Regions from separate parts of the Ovis aries genome. Here region 1 is linked to region 2. The links are chromatin contacts, called in public Hi-C maps. All regions are on one chromosome and are shown on one strand. Each heading gives the region's core, a stretch centred on a gene start, on an enhancer-like site or on the middle of the called end of the contact. The rest is flanking DNA. Distances are from core to core; before and after follow the strand shown.

What was found. A called contact is a pair of places that touch in the nucleus more often than the background predicts.
Region 1: a contact with region 2 is called in a Hi-C map of tail adipose tissue, with 2.2 times the contacts expected there. The contact joins the promoter of S1PR1 here to the promoter of DPH5 in region 2. A contact is called at or near these places in 3 of 16 Hi-C or Micro-C datasets (blood, muscle and tail adipose tissue).

Annotation. Positions count from the first base shown.
Region 1 is chr1:78,585,891-78,588,590 of ARS-UI_Ramb_v3.0, reverse strand. S1PR1 (sphingosine-1-phosphate receptor 1) reads right to left here and starts at 1,413. Exons shown (of 2, transcript XM_004002241.6): 1 at 1,098-1,413.
Region 2 is chr1:78,370,838-78,373,537 of ARS-UI_Ramb_v3.0, reverse strand. It overlaps DPH5 (diphthamide biosynthesis 5), which reads left to right and starts at 1,442. Exons shown (of 8, transcript XM_027972413.3): 1 at 1,442-1,482; 2 at 1,788-1,945. The coding sequence starts at 1,811. LOC105615111 (a long non-coding RNA gene) reads right to left here and starts at 1,421. Exons shown (of 9, transcript XR_009597001.1): 1 at 1,202-1,421.

The DNA of each region.
Region 1 (2,700 bases), core at 164-2,663, 220 kb before region 2:
ATGCAAGAAGTTAGATTTGCGCGAAAATCATTTGACAGCGTAAGTCACTTTTTAGGCTCTATTAATAATCTCTAGGAGCAGGTGTGCTTAGGGTCCGAAGGCGCAGCACAGTGTGGGCAGCCAAGCCCGCCCTGGCCTTGCGGTAAACAGGAAAGCTTTAGCGCCTCCGTGAAGCAACTGCCTTTTCATTCTTCTTCTTCTTCTTTTTTTTTTTTTTTTCCGCGCAAGTCAGTGCAAGAAACTATAAAAGTACTCAGTAAAAATCATTCATAAGCTATTGCAATAAATCCCAGAAGTTTCGTACACCCATTGATTGCAAAAGTATTTTTTAGTTACTGTGGATATAGCCCAAACACGCATACAAAAAAGAGAAATTAAATTACAAACGCTAAAAATACACGCCACTGCATTTCAAATTTCGAATGCAAAATTACTCTCCAGAAACTCATACAAACAGAAGTCTGGAGGTTCCTTGCTAAGCCAGTTTTATTTACTGCCCTCCCTCAATACGTTGCCTCGTCTCAGAGAACTACGAAGTGTGGAGGGGATGAAACACGGCACGTGTGGGCAGAAGTCTACCCGTAAGTTGTTTAAATGTTTCAGGGTAACACTCAGGGTAGCAAATGCGATAAAAGTGGAATTCTCCAGACTACAGCAATTCCCGGGACAGCAGAGGCTGCTCGGCGCCCAGTAGCTCCGCGTTTCCCCCCACCTAATTCCACACTCGCTCGCTCGCAGGGCAAGTTTAAGCCCTTACCTCATCTCCCGCAGTCTTTGTCTATAGGATTTTCCAAAATAAGCGCCTTCCCTCCCACTCCGCAGACCCACCGCAACTTCCTCTATCCCCCAACCCCAGAGGGTTCTACAAAGAGGACTTAACCCTTTTCCAAACTTTTTAGTGAGCCCAGAACAATCCGATCCGGTTGGGCGCCTGAGTAGCCCAGAGATGCTTGTTCTCAGCACCCAGAGATGGATGGTTTAAAAGTGTTGCTTTGCTTCTCTCCGGTTTGAAAATTTTGTTTCTGCCTCGGAAGACCTCCGGTCGCGATGCTCCCCTGCTCGCCCGGGTCCGCGCCTGCCCAGCGCTCACTCCCTACCTGGCTCAGGCGGGACGCAGCTGCGTTCGCGGAGCTCCGGGTCTGCACTGAGCGCTCGGCATCTTGCTGCTGCCCGGGACTGACGGCGTCGAGCTCTCAATTTACTCGAGTCGGGGTCCCCTCCCTCCGCAGCCGCACACTCCAATGGCCAACGCTCTTGCCGTGGCCGGGCAGACCGGTCAGCTGAAGTCGCCGAGCGCCCCGCTGAGGCTGAGCGGCTTCTCTAGGAAGGGATGAGGAGGAGTGAGTGCCTCAAACCCCCGTGCCCCTCCGCTCGCGCCTGGGGGCCGCCGGATCTGTGCAGCTGAGACTCACTGTCCAGGAAAGATCTGCAGCAGAAACACACAGACAAAAAAGAGCCCCTCCTCCCCAAGGGAACCAAAAAAAGAAGGGGGAAAAAAAAAAGAAAGAAAGAAAGGGGGCGGAGCCTGGTGCCCCCTGGACTCAATGTATAAATCACGGTCCTCGCCCTGCTATCCGCCGCTCCCTGGCGGTGGAGACAGCTCTCCCCAGCCTTAGAAAAGAAAGGAGGGGAAGCGCTTTTGGAAACTTTTCTCAAGAAGAGTCTTGGGAGACAGAGGACGGCCTGGGCAATCTAGTGCGCCTTTCTGGTCCCCTTAACCCCGCAGCCCGTGGGGGATCGGAGTCCGAAGATTGTGGCCGGGCGCTCCGGGCCGCCACCCCACCACGACCCCAGGCGCTTCTGCGGAGGCAGGGGGAAACCAGCTCCGCGACCCCGCGAGTCCCGGTCGTGTTCCTGGGGACGGGGTGCTGGGAAGGGGCTGCCAGAAGGATGGAGGAGAAATGCTGCCCGGGTAGAAGAATGGCCTGGGAGGTTCCACCGCTTCAGCTCACCTCCCTCCCTCACCCTCATCCTTCTGCTGCCTCGAAACTTGCGGTCTGAGGGGGCAGAAAGTGGCTTTCGCGGGGCGCACAGTGAAATGGGCCAGCTGGGGGCGAGGTGTTGTGCGGGGGTTCCCCTCACTCAACTGGGCGCAAAATCAGGCCTTGTGTCCCAGATTCTAGCCAGTGGTGAGGTCTGTGAGGAGGTGGGCAGCTGCCGGGGCCCGCGAGTTTAAATAGCTTGGGCAGCTCAGGAGTTTCCAAAGAGAAAGGGCTGCCCGGCACGGACCAGCCTAGGACCGGCAGCCTGGGGCCGGAGCCCTTGTCTGTCTTTCTACGTCTTTCTACTTCGGAGGCCCAGCCTCAGTGCTCACAACTCGCCCACTGTTTCCTTTCGCTTGCATGCTGCTTCAGAATGTGAGACTGAGAGTCGGCCTTGGTCAGCTCCGCCTAAGTGGTAAACTGAGGGCCCTTCTGCCCTGCCCTTCTGCTTGAGGCTTTGCAAGACGGTTTCCACCCGATCTCTGGTCTCACTGGCTTCCCATCCAGGCAGATGTCAACGCAAAACTTCTCCGTTGTGAAGTTTCAATTAACACAGTACAGGCACACCCTGTACCTGAATGACTCAGAAGGAGGCTGAATGAATAAACAACAACTCCTGGCTTCTGGGATCTTATGACTTTGCAAAGGAAAAAAAAAAAAAAAAATCAAATGACAGTTAGAATACAGTTTCCCCAAAAGCTCTCATCAACAGCCTTGA
Region 2 (2,700 bases), core at 193-2,692:
TTTGTTTGTTTCTTGATGTAGCCATTCTAATAGGTGTGCAATAGTAGGAATGGTTTTTAATAATTTCCCTAATGTCTAATGATGTTTGGCATCTTTTCAAATGTGTATTTGCTACTCACGTAACTTCTTTGGGGATGTGTCCATATTTAATTTTTTCTCATTTTTAAAACTACTTTCTTACTATTGTGTTTTGAGAGTTCTTTGTATATTCTCAATATAAGTCCTTTATTGGATATATGCTTTGCAAATATTTCCTCCCAATGTGTGACTTTAATGTTTTCTGAAGACCATCGTTTTTATTTTGCTGAAGTACAATTTATTTTTTTCTTTTCTCTATCATACTTCTGTTTTTTCACCTAAGAAATCTTTGCCTAAGTAAGTCACAAATCTTTTTCTCCAGTTTTCCCTCGGAAATTTGAAGTTTTCCACTTACATCTATGAGTGAATTTACTTTTGTTTATTGTATGAGGAATGAATCTAACAGTGACAGTGGATAGAACCAAACATTAAGTGTACAGAATGAGAAGGCCACAGCCTGGATGAAATTCAGAGAGAAAAGATAGCCAAGGCTAAAGGAAGCAGAATAGAGCAAAAAAGCGTTGTCAGAGAAACACAATGCAAATTCTGAATAATCAACATTGCCTGCTGAGATGTGCAATGGAAACTGCCTTTTTAACTTGGATGAGGTCATTAGTGACCTTAGGAAGACCATATTCAGTCATCTCGGCATTGGGACTACATTTAACCAACCACTTTAAGAATTCCCCCTGTGGAAGCGTTGTGGCGAGATCTGAAATCCGTGAGCATTCTTAAAGGTCACTTCTTGAGGCATAGGAGGGTTCTGGGCTTCCCGAACTGACGATGACTGAGGCAGATTCCAGTCACACACCCCTTGGGGCACTCCAGAATAAGGTTTCGAGGACAAACCCGAGGAATCACGGCCCCGCTGGGAAATTAGAACCAACATTCATCACCAATTTTGCCAAAATGACAGCTCGACAGGAAAGCAGCTGGTTAAATTACAGCCGAAAGAAAAGGCGAGGATGGGAATGTGTGCATTAGGGCTATCTCGGGGCAGACTAGGGAAACCCCTTCCACCCGCCACCCTCTGGTGTTTCTGGAGGAGAGAAGGAAGGCGTGGAGCTCCTTGGTCCAACCTCGCGGCTGGTTTTCCTCGCTGGCGAAAAGCTCTTGCACTTACCTGGTTCCAGGATGGGATGTTTATAAAATTAGGGGATCGTGGGCAGGCCTCGTCCCTTCCCAAAGGCCATGCCGGGGAACTGGTCGGACTCCCCTGACTGGGTGAACTTTCGCCTCTCAGCCCCAGCACCCTGCGGGTCAACCTTAGTGTCGGTGGGATGTGGGGTGCCCCAGCCCGGAGCCTGCAGAAACCACCGCTTAACAGCTAGTCGTGAAATGCCGTAAAGCGGAGGCGCTTTGCGGCATCGTAGGTGAGGCCGGCGGCGTGGATCCTTTCTTTGGGTAAATCCTCTGCTTTGGCAACTACTTCTGGGGAACGGAGGCAGACAGAAATTTGGGGAGGACAGGAATTCACCTGTCGTCTTCTCAGCGGGTAACTGTCTGCTCCTAGCGTTGTGTAATAAGAGAGAAAGCGGGTAAGGCTATTTAAAAACACTCCAGTACTTATTTAAAAGGTGGGAAGTTCTTAAATCTCCCGCTGACATGCCGTCCTTCCCCGTGTTGTTTTGGTTTTCGTTTTCATTACTAGATTTTAGGTATCCTTGGTGTAGCTGACACTTGATTTTCATATTCATTTCTTCCTGCAGTCACCCTCCCCCTGTTATTTGAGATGCTTTACATGATTGGTTTGGGCCTGGGAGATGCTAAGGACATCACAGTCAAGGGCCTGGAAGTTGTCAGACGCTGCAGTCGAGTGTATCTGGAAACCTATACGTCAGTCCTGACTGTAGGGAAAGAAATTCTGGTAAGTGCTTAAGGCTTTCTAGCCTCCTGGGAAGACGAATATTTAACAGCTGATTTTCTTTTTGCACTAAGCGGAATCAAATTTTTCAGGTCTCCTGGTTCAAACCCTTTAAAATACATCCCCTTCTCATGAAGAATCTGAGGAGTACAAGAATGGCAATCATACACTAACCATGTGACTTGGAAAATGAAAGGGTGCTTTTTCTTACAAGTCTAATTGTGTAGCTTTCTCCATTAAATAGGAAAGGAAAGTTATTTTACACTCCTGGGGATAGTCATCAGAATCCCTTATTTCATGAGATAGCCAAAAAATCCTGAGTTGAGTGCAAATGAGGTGCTAACACAGCCTTAATGAGTTGGTTATGTATTCATACCTTTGAAGTATTTCCATTGGGAATGGTAATCACCTTTCTGTCTGTGTCTTATCCAGAGAGATCTGACCTTTAAATAGACGGTTCCCAGTCAAGCTTATACCCATACACTTGAATGTGCTGAGTGAGCCAGGAACTTGGTAACCATAGAATTTGCTAGCGTACCATACATTTAGCTGGATTTGGTTAAAGGCTCAGGAAATTTTGAAAGAGGGGTCAGATTCAGGTTCATCGTCAAATTTCAAATAGAATGTAGATTAAGATGCAAAAACTGATGGATATATTACAAGAGGAGGGAGAAGATTTTAGGATTGTCTGGTCTATCAAGTCTTCCAAAGAAAAAGGTAACCTAGAGAATTTTCAGTCTTCTGGCCTCTCAGATTAA